2 separate regions of the Zea mays genome follow, and region 1 is linked to region 2. Evidence: chromatin contacts called from public Hi-C data. All regions are on one chromosome and are shown on one strand. Each heading gives the region's core, a stretch centred on a gene start, on an enhancer-like site or on the middle of the called end of the contact. The rest is flanking DNA. Distances are from core to core; before and after follow the strand shown. Region 1 holds the start of LOC111589298. Region 2 holds the start of LOC100272540 (Protein FLC EXPRESSOR).

Region 1 (7,265 bases), core at 3,874-6,373, 150 kb after region 2:
TCGGTTTGCAACCATGAGTTTAATTCCGAATATCACCATAGTCAAAAGTTCTAAGTGCCATAGTTGTGTGCAGTCGAAGCAACCTCGAAAGCCTCACAAGGCTGCTGAGGAGAGACACCTGGCACCTCTAGAACTCATACATTCTAATCTTTGTGAGATGAATGGTGTGTTGACAAAGGGTGGTAAGAGATACTTCATGACATTGATTGATGATGCGTCTAGATTTTGCTATGTATACTTGCTAAAAACTAAAGATGAGGCTTTAGACTACTTTAAAATCTATAAGGCTGAAGTTGAAAACCAACTAGAGAGAAAGATCAAACGTCTTAGATCAGATCGTGGTGGCGAGTTCTTTCCCAAAGTCTTTGATGATTTCTGTGCAGAACATGGCATTATTCATGAGAGGACTCCTCCCTATTCACTCGAGTCAAACGGGATTGCTGAAAGGAAAAACCGTACGTTGACTGACCTGGTGAATGCCATGTTAGACACTTGTGGTTTATCTAAGGCATGGTGGGGGGAGGCAGTCCTGACTTCATGTCATGTTCTGAATAGAATTCCTATGGGCAAAGAATAGAAAACCCCTTATGAGAAGTGGGTTGGGAGAAAACCATCACTTTCATACTTGCGCACTTGGGGGTGCATGGCGAAAGTCAATGTACCAATTAATAAAAAGCGCAAGCTTGGTCCAAGGACAGTGGATTGTGTCTTTCTTGGATATGCTTCGTGTAGCATAGCATATAGATTTTTAGTAGTTAAATCTAAAGTTCCTGATGTGTATGTTGATACTATTATGGAATCACGTGATGCTACTTTCTTTGAACATATATTTCCAATGAAAGACATTCATAGCAATTATAGATACTCTTTCGAGATAACTCCTGAACATAGTACACCTATTGAGAGTTTTGAACAGCAACATGAAATTGTCCTAGAGGAGGATGACAATGATGCTCCTAAAAGGAGCAAGAGACAAAGGGTTGAAAAATCCTTTGGTGATGATTTCATTGTGTACCTTGTGGACGATACTCCTACTACCATTGCAGAAGCATTTGCATCTCCAGATGCAGATGATTGGAAAGAAGCAGTTCATAATGAGATGGACTCCATTCTTTCAAATGGTACGTGGGAAGTCACTGATTGACCCTATGGATGCAAACATGTGGGTTGTAAGTGGGTGTTTAAAAAGAAGCTCAAGCCTGATGGTACAATTGAAAAGTATAAGGCTAGGCTTGTGGCTAAAGGCTATACTCAGAAAGAAGGAGAAGACTTCTTTGATACTTACTCACCTGTTACTAGAATGACCACTATTCGAGTACTACTTTCTTTGGCTGCCTCGTATGGTCTCCTTGTTCATTAGATGGATGTAAAGACAGCTTTTCTTAATGGAGAGCTGGACGAGGAAATCTATATGGAACAACCTGATGGATTTGTAGTAAAGGGTCAAGAAAGCAAGGTGTGCAAGTTATTGAAATCTTTGTATGGTCTGAAGCAAGCACCAAAGCAGTGGCATGAGAAGTTTGACACGACTCTAACGTCTGCAGGCTTTGCCATTAATGAGGCAGACAGGTGTGTATATTATCGCTGTGGTGGGGGCGAAGGAGTTATATTGTGCTTATATGTTGATGATATATTGATATTTGGCACACATAATGATGTGATCAATGAAGTCAAGTCTTTTCTATCAAAGAGTTTTGATATGAAAGATCTGGGAGAAGCTGATGTGATTCTAAACATCAAGCTGATTAAGGCAGATGGTGGGATTACTCTCTCGCAATCTCACTATTTTGAAAAGGTTTTGAAGCGATTTGGCTTCTCTGAGTGCAAACCTTCTCCAACACCTTATGATCCCAGTGTGACACTGCGAAAGAACAAGAGAATTGGTTTAGATCAATTGAGATACTCTCAGATTGTCGGTTCACTCATGTATCTTGCTGGTGCAACAAGGCCCGATATCTCGTTTGCTGTGAGCAAATTGAGTAGGTTCATGTCAAACCCCGGGACTGATCATTGGCATGCACTTGAGCGGGTTATGCGCTACCTGCAAGGTACAATGAGTTATGGAATTCACTATTCTGGTCAGCATGCAGTACTTGAAGGATATAGTGATTCGAACTGGATATCTGATGCAGACGAGCTTTATGCCACTAGTGGTTATGTCTTTACTATTGGTGGAGGTGCGATATCATGGAGGTCATGCAAGCAGACCATTTTGACGAGGTCAACCATGAAAGCCGAGCTAGCTGCACTTGACACAACAACCGTTGAGGCAGAATGGTTGCGTGAACTCTTGATGGACTTGCCGGTGGTTGAGAAACCAATACCAGCTATCCTTATGAACTGTGACAATCAGACAGTGATTGCTAAAGTGACGAGTTCTAAGGATAATGGAAAGTCATCAAGACATGTCAAAAGACGATTGAAGTCTGTCAGAAAGTTGAGAAACTCCGGAGTTATAAGTGTGACTTATATTTCAACAGATAAAAATCTGGCAGATCCTTTTACCAAGGGACTATCACGTAATGTGATAGAAATCGCATCGAGAGAGATGGGTATGAGACCTGAATAAAGTTGCCATGGTGGAAACCCAGTCTATGTGATCGGAGATCCCGTGAATTAGGTCCTGGGAAGAACAAGCCATTGGTGAACTGAGGAGAGTAACCTTTGACCCTCTCTAAGCAAAGATGCAATACTCTCAAATACTGTAAGACAGGTTGGCTTTGTGCCTTAATGTGTTCTGTTGGCTTGTATTAGCAAAGATGTGTCCTGCAGAACATTCTTGAAAGAACACACCTATATGAGTTAGACTGTCTAACGTCACAGTTTATGAGATCTGGGTGATCTCTAGTAAACTCATGAAGAGACCTTGGAGTACGACGTATATGCTCCACCCGAGAAGGGGACTACTGGTAGCCAAGTACTGGTCATGACTTCATGTGAAACCCATTCACGCAAAACTTGCAATTCAAGGCATAGTCCATTGTCCAAGTTGTGAGTTGGTGTAGCTTGGAGTTTTAGGCGGAAGTTCAACTTAACAGTCTCTGCTGAAAAACTAGTATATTAAACAGTAGTGAACAGTGGCGGAAAAATGCAGATGGGCATTTGAGATCTGGTGGGGATTGTTAGGATTTATGGGCTTGGTCCAGTTAAGAAATTCAAATAAATCTCAGGAAAATCTCAAAAGCCCATACAAGTGGATGACTAGGGAATAGGTGGAACCAATAGCACCATATTGCTAGTTTTAGTGAAGTAGAGCTAGCTTAAATATGGAAGCCACACTCACTCACCAAGTCATGGATGGGAGGAGAGAGTGTGGAGAGCCACACGCGCGCGCTCGCTCGCCTCGCCTGGCCTGGCCGGGGCGGGGCGGGGCGAAGGGCGCGGGCGCACGACATGCGCGTGAATGGTCCGCCGAAATCCGGCCCCTCGCCTTGCGGGGGCGCGGCTAACTTTTGCCGTTTGATTTTTTGGTGGCTGTTACGTTTATCCTAACCGATCGCTATAAAATCTCAACTGATTGCGAGATTTTGTGGGCGGATAAGATCGAAGGTCGCGGACTCGGCCCTATAAAAGGAGCTCGGCAGCCAGCCTCCAAATCATCCCAGTTCGCTTTCGCCTCTCTTCACAGCTGAGCCGCCTTCCAGTTCTCTTCATTCCGACCGCAGAGGTGCATCTGCGATCAGGAGAGCAGGTCTCCGGAAACCTTCGCCTTCTAGATCATGTACCAGGAGAGGGCGAATAAGGTTTTTGGGAAGCGTCTTCACGCGACTGCTCGTGATCTTCTGACCTCGTGGACCCTGCTGATTTCGCTACTTCGACGTCGTCGATCATGCTTATTCCGGCGCGCGCCATCTATTAGTATGTCTAATCAGTTCGCATCATCTGATTTGACTTTTTACTTCAGTGCTTCTGATTTTGTCATGATTTATATTCAGAATTTAATCTAAAATTTGTCTAATTATTCAATAATGAAGAAGAAAATAAAGGATGGATGCCGGCCTGTTCGTCGTCGCAGGTTGCACGGAGGAGTACAGGGACATCTGGATGGGGGCGGTGCATGTGCACGACGCCGCCATGGCGCATATCCTGGTGTTCGAGAGCCCGGCAGCGTCCGGGAGGCACATCTGCGCCCAGTCCATCTCCCACTGGAGCGACTTCGCGGCCAAGGTCGCCGAGCTGTACCCTGAGTACAAGGTGCCCAAGTAAGCGACCCGACCAGACCATGTCCTGTGACTGTGAAAATGAAAACCTGGATATAGATAGAGCATTGCTTAGCTTAAATTAAGTTGCGTACGTTGCAGGTTCCCCAAGGATACCCAGCCTGGGCTGGTGCGACAGGGAGCCGAGGAGGGGTCCAAGAAGCTCGTCGCGTTGGGGCTGCACTTCAGCCCTCTGGAGAAGATCATCAGGGACGCTGTGGAGGCCCTCAAGAGCAGAGGCTACATTTCGTAGCTAGCCGACCGACGGCAGCTATAGTGGAGTAGTATGCCTGTCGAATTTCGATTCCCAAGTGGCAAATTCTGCAAAACGAGTTCGCCAATATGAACAATAAATAAAGAACGTTGTGATAAAATAAAGCAGATTTTCTGTTGCATTTGGCCCTTCAAAGCATCCGTGGTGGTAAGATTTCCTATCTGTCCTGGTCGGTCGGGCCTGAGCACCTTTTTTTTCTTTAGACAGTATATATATAGTTATTACCTGTTAGAATACCCTGCTTTTTCACCACCTAGGGATTGTTTTATTATATTGCTATAGTGCAAATTGGTTGATCCAAATTAAAACAGGATCTAAAATGGTCGACAGGCTAAGTTTATAATGAACACACACCAAAAAAAAAATCAAGGTGGAATGTGTCCGCAATCGACGCTGCGATTTCGAATGCTAAATAAAGGTAAATCGGTGTTGCGAGACTTGTATAAACACGGACGGACGTAGAAGAGAAGCCATTATGCGTGGCAGGCAGCAGAGCACAAGAGCTATTCAAAGCCGCGGCAACGGAGGGCTGCAATTCACAAACCCCAAAATTAGGTCACCCCGGCCACTTTCAACGCGAACACCGCAAACGGCCATGGATCCCGGCACTATAAAAACCTCACCGTCAGCATTCGAGATGAGCCAGGAACAAAGGAAAGCAATCACAGCCGGACGATCCGAGCAGAGAAGGGGAGGTACCTGCTACGACTAGCTAGATTCCACGCGCGATGGCGCCCACCAGGATCCGCGTGGCCTTGCTGAGCTTGGCGCTGGTGGGGCTGCTCATCTGCCACCTCGCCACCACCGCCTCCGCCGGCAAGAACAGAATCCGCATCCTCGACAGCGTCGACGACTCGGCCGGGGACAACAACAGCTCCGACGCCTCGGCCGGGGACAACAGCACCGACTCCGAGTCGGAAGGCCGCGTCGTCTATTCCGACATGAAGCTGGCTGATGAGACGGGATCTGCGCCGGCTCCGGCACCGGCGCCGGGGCCGACGACCAGTTGAAGCGAGGAAGGTGGCCAAAACTGAGGGCCCGGCTACTATCTTTTGCTATAACTAAAGATAGGGCCAAGTTTAATTTCTCCGATAAATTCTGTCCGAGCAAAAAGTATGATGGGGTTTTTAGTCGAGATGGTAAATAATGTATGACGCGCGTGTGGACCAAGAGTCATGGCTTGCTGTACTTGTGGTTTCTGAGCTGCAACACTCAATCGACTACTAAACTAAGGTAATAACTAGGTTAGTGCCCGTGCGTTGCAACGGAAACATATAATATCATGATAATTTAAAGAGAACCCAGAGAACAATCCTGATTGTACTATTGTATATATTGGCAACCTTGGACATGAGGTAGAACCAAATTACTGCATAACCATGTTCATCGTTCCAATTTGTTCTAGCTCTCCGTGGAGCACATTGTCCCTTCGTATCGGAGGACGGAGAACCGGCTGATTCTCAGAGAACGCCGGTGGGGCAGAGGAAAAAGGACGGAGGGAGAACTCACCTCGACGAAAACCAATGTGACGAGGGCGGACGCGAGGTGACGGTGGAGTAGATGAACAGTCAGGGTGCGAGCACGCCTCATTTACAAATCTCTCATTACCGATTTGGGATCCTACAGGCCTCAAATTCTCTCCCGGCAGGTAGATTCCCGTACTTTGGTATTTTTGTTTGATAGATACATGCCAGCTGCATGCTGGCGCTATATGACAACCATACAATGTTTCTGGTATCAACCTGTTAGTGTTTTAGGCAACGACAAAAGCAACGGTGCTAGCGTTCATAAATATTCTTCAGTACATGGCTCTTCTCCAATTCTTAACTCTTTGATCCCAAGCCTAAACCCAACAATAACGGTTTGCGTCCCTATCAACAGTTCGTGCAAAATTTTGGATCCAATGCCCACATGTCATCGGTTCTACTCTTAATGAGACATAGTTTTCGAAAAGGAAACATAACTAACATAAATCAAATTGGTAAGCAAACTCTACAACGCAAAATGGTACGGAGTCATGAATTAGAAGGTCTCGACAGTTGGGTTGCAACATTTTTTCTTTAAAATTGACAACCAGTAAGTAACATCAAAGAATCATGTAGGGTTTCAACAGTTAGCCTAGACATATTTATGTGTGCCCAGATATCAATTTGATTAAGCAGGATATCAAGAACATAGCAAAGCACTCATCAAGCTTACCTTTCTACATTGTAGGAAGAAGAACGTTTAAGCGCCGGATACCTCTTAGCCGGACCATCTCTTTGCGTCTTCTTGGTCTCAACAAGGCTCCCGCTGAAGTACTCCTGCTCCTACAGCTTTATCCCCATCAACTTGGGGTTTTCTGAGAGACAGTCGAGCTCGCCCATCATCATGGTGCGCGAGATCAGCGGCGAGGGGAGCAACCTAAGGTTCGGGAACCTCGGCTTGCACATCTGAACGACCCCAGCGTTCCCGTGATCCTTCACCGAGAGCGAGCCACAGGTGATGAGCTGCATCAGCACGCTCACCGGCCTCAGCTTCAGGCAGGCGCGCGCGCCGACGTCTTCCTCTTTGAGGATCCTGAAGCTGTCCATCATCACGTTGTCCGGGCGTATCAGTCACTCTAGTAGTTAATCCTTAACATGATGTATACATGCAATAAATACTCTTATGGATTTTTAGCATTGTTGTTTATAGGCAGTGCCGGTCCTGACATTTTAGAGGCTCGGGACAAGACTTATAATAGAGGCCCTTTATAATAATAATTATTACGCATAATTATAGTGTGCATATATATATATATATATTGTTAA
Region 2 (6,783 bases), core at 3,794-6,293:
TATTATACGGTTCCGTTGCAACGCACGGGCACTCACCTAGTTCATTTATACGTATGTACACAAATGGCTAGAGGCATCATAGTCGGCCCTGAATAACACCACACCAATCTGCAGAATTAACTGACAAATCGTTATGGTAGTACATGGAGAAGCCAGAAAGATTTTTGCTCCAAAATTCGACCCATCCATTCTGGAACAAATTAGCCAGAAAAGAAAAGCAAACATGACCACGAGGAGTTCCAGCGCTCCGATGCAACAGATTTTTCTAGCATGCTTAATCCGGTGGATTCTGCGACTATCCTTTTACAGCGAGAATGAGATGGCAGACGAGTCAAAGCTATCTTGTGCCGGCAGTCATCTTTGGATATTGGTGTGCTGGCTCTCGTATTGTCCATAGGAAAATGGTTGACTCGTGTAATAGGAACTGGCACCAGCGTGCATGTGAGCCTGTAATTTTGAACACAGAGATGTCGAGATCAGATTCAGGATGAGCTGCTTGCTGCCTTGTGCAGTACTTATTTTCAAGATGATTTGTGAAAGGCAATTAAAATAGTAAATAAAAATCTGACTCTTTTTGGCCAAAAAAAATATCAACGTCAAAAGCTTGATTGTTCCATTATCTGAAACACAATGGCACCCACGTTTAGGAAGAAGGGATGCTTAGCTAACCAGACCAAAAATATCTAAAGTGACATGTGACACTGGATGAGATTCACAGCTAACGTAATGCAGACAGTAGAAGCAAACTATATGTCTACAGGCATCATTCCAGAAATTTATGAGCCTACATAGCACAGAACACTACAACTACAAAAGTTATATCTCACAAAAAGGAGGTCATTTAACTGGGGACCGTATTAAATAGTGGCATCATGTAATTTACTAAACTTCTTAAAGAAAAAAAGGGAAACCCAGAACTACTAAAGGTAAATATTCAGAAAGGGAAACAACATAGAAGAGAAGAAAGAAGAGATGACAGGTTGATCATTAATCATGCAAAATAAATAACTGAGTTTCAAACAACAGAAATAAGAAATCGATTCTGAAACCATATTTTTTTATTTTCATTAGTGTATCTCAATAGACTGCACCTTTTAGATGCATCCAAGAACAATTGTTGTAGTTAAATCAAAAGCAAATAATAGAAGAATCACAAAGCAAGTAAACAAACCTGATTAGTGTTATAAGCATCAGGATAGGCCTGTGCAGTATATGTTGCATCAGGATTGCCATACATTGCAGTATATGTTGGCTCAGAATTGCCATAAGCCGCAACATACCCTAAGATAGGTTACATAAGAAAGTTAACGCAATTGAAGTTAGACATACCCTGAGATAGGATTACACAAGAAAGTTAATGCAATTAAAGTTAGACATACCCTGAGATAGGATTACACAAGAAAGTTAATGCAATTGAAGTTAGACATAGCTTCAACTAAATAATTAAGGCTTCGAGAAAGCGGGAGCTAAATGGATGGCTTCTTCACCTGGTTTCTTAATATACTGAAGCTGCCCTAATTAAAGAAGCCAGAAGATGTAGGGATTATCTTCTGAACAGAACCCAAAGGCCCACCCAAGCAACCACCTCTTGTATAAGATAGTAGCTTAGTGCTACTATTACCAAAACGGTTTCTTTGATTCCTACCTGAAACTAGTCCGCTCGCCCTTCTTGACCACTGATCCCAAGAGCTAGCGTTTTAGATAACCTAGTAAGCTCAAGGGACAAATGGCTCTATATTTAGTATCATGTCAGGCTTTCAAATACACTTAAAAGTTTCTACAGTACTTCAGGATATTAAAATTATCCAAAAACTTTTTTTTTGAGATATAAACAACAGGAAAAACTCATTGGAATCTGTACATATCTCACAAAACTAGCTGCAACCACAAAGATGATCTAAGCTGCTGAAAGCAATTGGTTTTGTGTTTAACAGCCTGCAATAAATGATGATCATTATGCTAAGTGCCTAAGCCCATTCTCCCAAAATACATAAATTCTACTTAGAGGAAAGTGACAGTAGTACAGTACTCTGAGTAGATTAAGAATGGTACCAGAGTTACCAACAGCTGCTGCTGGGTTGACAGCGGTGGCCCCTTTTTCAGCATTTGCAAGCTCTCCTCGAAGCCTCTCAATCTCACTAGCCACAGCAATCATATTTTTCTCCATTGCTTTACTTTGTTCAAGGTTATCAGAGTGTGCCTTCTTTTCAAAATCAACCGCAGCTCTGTCATATTATGGGAAGATGTCAGGGACAAAACAACACATCCACTCTATTGAAATGGACATGGATTGTCATTTGGAGCAAACTAATTACAAAGGTATAAGGACACAGATCCTCAGTTTGAGAGTTTGTTGTGGGACCAGTTGAGAATCTAAGGACGCCCTCACACCCATGCATTTCAGTGAAAAAAAAATTGAGCAGGACTAGAGTGATTCAGGTGGATTAGTGGGATTAGTGGATGCCGATCAATGGGCTGGTACAAATGAGCTGATAATATTTTTTTCATAACATGCAGCCACACCATGCTTGAATTCCTGATTGAATTTTACTTATTGTGCACAGTCGATACTTAGGATCAATGCTACAAAAAGACGGGTAGTGGGGGATATTGATTAAGATGTTAGCCATAGAATTAAAGCAGGTGGATGAAGTGGCGTCAAGCATCTGACATCTATATGACAAGAGGGTACCACAGAAGATAAAAGATAAGTTTTATAGGACGGCGATTAGACCTGCTATGTTATATAGTGCAGAATATTGGCCTACAAAAAGACAACATATCCAGCTAATAAGTGTTGCAAAAATGCATATGTTGCGTTAGATTTGTGGCCATAGAAGAATGGATCAAGTCCGGAATGGTGATAGACGTGATAGGTTAGGGGTAGCACCAATTGAAGAAAAGTTTATCCAACACCTATTGAGATGGTTTGGACATGTCTAACAGAGATCTAAAGGCACTAGTGTGTAATGGGAACCTAAGGCGTGATAGCAATGAGAGAGAGGCAGGGGAAGGCCGAAGTTGACATGGGAAGAGGCAGTAAAAAGAGACATAAAGAGATGAAATAAAACCAAATATTTAGCCTTGAATAGGTGTGCATGGAAAACAGATATCCATGTGACTGAACCTTGACTTGTGGTTTCTCTTGGGATTCAACTCTAACTTACCCAACTTGCTTGGGACTAGAAGGTATTGTTGTTGTGCATGGTCTGGAACCCAAAGATTTTGTATTTGCGTATAAATAATTTGGCTCCAACCAATTAGTTTTTTTTAAAGATGCAGGTATGATATATATATATATATATCGATCTAGATCAGTTTTATGCCAACTATGAGCTAGCACGTCTGGCAAAAAAAATGTTCACGCAGGAGTAAATGCAAAACCCATAACTGATTTGACATTTCCCCACATATTCTAATACTACAGGGCTATTAGATTAGGTTTCAATACTTAGCCAAAACAAGCTACACTCCTTATGTGTCTGGAGACATTGAAGGATGAAATGTGTGGTGGGATGGCCTGCGTGCAGACGGAAATATTGAAGTTGAAGCATGAAATGTGTGGTGGAATGGCTTGCATGTAGACTTCACATATTTTCCTCAACAAAGAGAAGAATCATGTTCGATTCACCCAAAATGTGAAACATCCTTAGTAGATGTGAATAGCACAAAAAAATAATTGTCTACTATGCATCTCAATCTCAATAACCAGTCCAAAGCTTAAATCACAACTCGTAATAGAACCAGATTACTCTGATTAGATCCTTATGCACATGTTATTAGTTATTACCAGTGTATACCGGGATGCTACTGCTGCAAATCTACTTGTATCATTCAATCCAAAACGCATTAGCTCAGAAGTCAGAACATGTAATCATGAAAACATTAACAGACTGTCAACTCATACTGCATACAAACATAAAAAGGCTTTAGGAGACAAGGTTAACCAATACAATGGCATCTAAAAAAGGCGACCCTTCAAAGTCACCTCACAGGGCATTGTCAGCATGTTGTAGGCATACCCTGTGAAACTGGCATGGTGACAGTGTAAAGGCTTCCTTGGACAAAGCAGCTTGCTTAAGGAGCAACAAATGCTTAGTTCTCATTTACATGCAACAGCTCTCTGAAACAGATTTGTTACCAGGTTTGAGGAGCAGCTGCGGAACAGAGATATCCTAGTCATCCTACACAAGGTGTCGCATGTTCTTGTATTTTACAAGCTTCACAAGCTAACTATCAAAATGCATGACTGTTTTCAATAAGCAATAGGTCAACAAGCGAGGAGAGCTCAAAACAAGGTAGAAAAATCACGAAATCGCATATTATCAGTGAACATTAAACCAGAGTGATTAAATGAAGCAACACCGATACCTGCCCTTCTGGATCTCCCGGCGCATGGTTTCAATCTGGGCACGGACGGAATCGGTCTTACTCGCCTCAGCCTTCTTGTGCGCGAGCTTCTCCCGTAGGCCCTGGAGCCGGTTGACAAGGTCAGTGCGCGCCGCGACGAGCACCTGGACGTCGGCGTGAACCTGGTCGACCTCCGCGCGCGCAGCGGCGACGGCCCGCGCCTCGGCCTCTATGTGGGCCGCCTGGTCGGCCAGCGCTCGCACCTCGACCTCCCGCTCGGCGCGCGCCCTGGTGGCAGCGACGGAGACCGCCCGGAGCTCGTGCTGCGCCGCGATAAGCTGCTGCTGAAGCGCGACGTGCGTGGCGGCGAACCGCTGGTTGTCGACGAGGAGCTCCTGGATGTCCTGGTCCCGGGCTACGAGGCGCTCCTCGATAAGGGCGAAGGCCGGGTGCGAGGCGGATGCGCTCGAGGGGGCGGCGCGAGGGTGCTGCGCGAGGATGCCCTCATCGCGCGACGGCGCGGGGATGGCGGCCGGTGCGGTCCCCGGCGCCCGGCCGAGGAGGGGCGGGTTGGGATCGTGGAGCTTGATGACGTGGGGCCCGCGCCGCGCGGCCATCGGAGGCGGCGCGACTGGCGGCGCTGAGGATTGGAGCTCGGTCTGGGATTTGGGTGGATTGGTTGCTCGTCAGTCGTCACAGCGAGGGGCAACCGGGCAACAGAGACGAGAGGGAAAAAAAGTAGGTGCAATTATGTCTATGTCACCGTCTTGACATCAAACTATGTTCGTTTGGATTTTTTTTTCGCCATATGTTTGGATGCGCGTTAGGTTTATTTATTTTATAAAATAAATAAAAATAGTTAATTGAAATAAGGGGCTATTATGTTCTAATTGTAATTTTGTCTATCAAACATTGTGATTTACCTATAAAATGTAGGTTCGACCTAAAAGTGAGGAATAAAGTGCACATGATGACTCACACCGAATCAATGAAGGCACTAAGTGATAACAACTATGACAGTGATTTAGTCATATCCTTCGACTCTGTATTATTTTCTCTAACTCTGAATATGACCCTGGCAACAAAATATTTGATGAGGATGTTGCGATGATACCTCTACCTTTGTATATGATGTGAATAACCCTTGTATTGATAAGGGTATGGTGTTCCCATATGTGGTGTGTGCAGTAACTCGTCGTGTGTTTTATGTGATTATGTTTACGAGACAATTAAGAAGTGCAAGAAAAGGTTTAGAGCAAAATGCAAGAGAACATATAAGGGTTGTAAGTGATAGCTTTTTGGATCATAAAAAAGTACATCGATTGTGTGGTAAATAAGCATGTCAATTATGCATCTTGTATTCTTTTTGCATCAATTAGCAAGTCATAATTTGGCTGCAAGTGATAATCCTTTGTACTCTGTGTTGTAGGTGAAGCTAAATGGACAAAGACACGACCTTTTCATACTCACAAGAAAAAAACATCGGGTAAGAATCAAACCTACACGCATGCCCGTAGGTACAAATTCACATCCAAACCCACACTTTATATGTATTTATCACAAACACATGGATAAAATGTGCCTGTTGACATCCCTACTCAGGACCAACATGCCTCTAGCTTGAACCCTTTGCTTTATTCATCAAATTTCTGTCAAGTACTTGTAGTACATTTGTGTCGCACCACAGCGACACTTTGTTATTGCCCTTAGCATAAAAATATAGTCAATGAGTGTTTTGCAATCATCGTGCTATGAGAAGAGTGAAAATGGCTTAGAGGGGGTGTGAATAGACTAAACCTGAAAACTATCACCACAAACTTCAAGATAATGTCAAATTTACAGATCAACTCGTGCAGGTCAGTTCAACTGCTATAAAGGCAAGTTGAACTACTCTGAACTAGTCCAACTGCTAGAATAAATCTAGGCTTTGAACTACGTGGAAATACAACGAGGGATCTATTAGAATGGAAAACGCGGGGGATAAACTAAATGTGGATGGTGAGAAATACAAAAGTTAGGGCCTGTTTGGTTTGATGCCTAATTTGCCACAATTTACCTAACTTTTCTGCCTAAGGTCAGTTCTTCAATTCAAACAATTAACCTTAGGCAAAGTGTGGCACATTTAGCCACGAACCAAATCGTGTGATCCACGTGAGAAATACCCGCCACCATCTTATTGGAGAAATTCCTAACAATCAAAGTTTCAACATGCCTATGCTTCAGTGGGAACTTCTATGCAGAATATGGATCCCTTGGAAAGGCATCATGCAAGAGTGATGTGTTCGGCTTTGGAACCATGCTCTTTGAAGTTTTCACTGTGAAAAGGCTGAAAGGGAATTAGGCTTATACCTATTTCCTAAACTAATTTTGGTGGTTGAATTGCCCAACACAAATAATTGAACTAACTAGTTTGCCCAAGTTTATAAGTTCTAC

The links. Hi-C and Micro-C count contacts between places; a contact is called where the count stands out from the background.
Region 1: a contact with region 2 is called in a Hi-C map of leaf, with 3 times the contacts expected there. The contact joins the promoter of LOC111589298 here to the promoter of LOC100272540 in region 2. A contact is called at or near these places in 3 of 25 Hi-C or Micro-C datasets (leaf and root tip).

Annotation. Positions count from the first base shown.
Region 1 is chr5:2,912,093-2,919,357 of Zm-B73-REFERENCE-NAM-5.0, reverse strand. It overlaps LOC111589298, which reads left to right and starts at 5,123. Exons shown (of 1, transcript XM_023300099.2): 1 at 5,123-5,799. The coding sequence starts at 5,202. The coding sequence ends at 5,483. It overlaps LOC100191263, which reads left to right. Exons shown (of 5, transcript NM_001136697.1): 4 at 4,016-4,202; 5 at 4,302-4,622. The coding sequence ends at 4,452.
Region 2 is chr5:3,060,661-3,067,443 of Zm-B73-REFERENCE-NAM-5.0, reverse strand. LOC100272540 (Protein FLC EXPRESSOR) reads right to left here and starts at 5,043. Exons shown (of 4, transcript NM_001147008.1): 1 at 4,372-5,043; 2 at 2,053-2,225; 3 at 1,172-1,281; 4 at 1-447. The coding sequence starts at 4,967. The coding sequence ends at 355.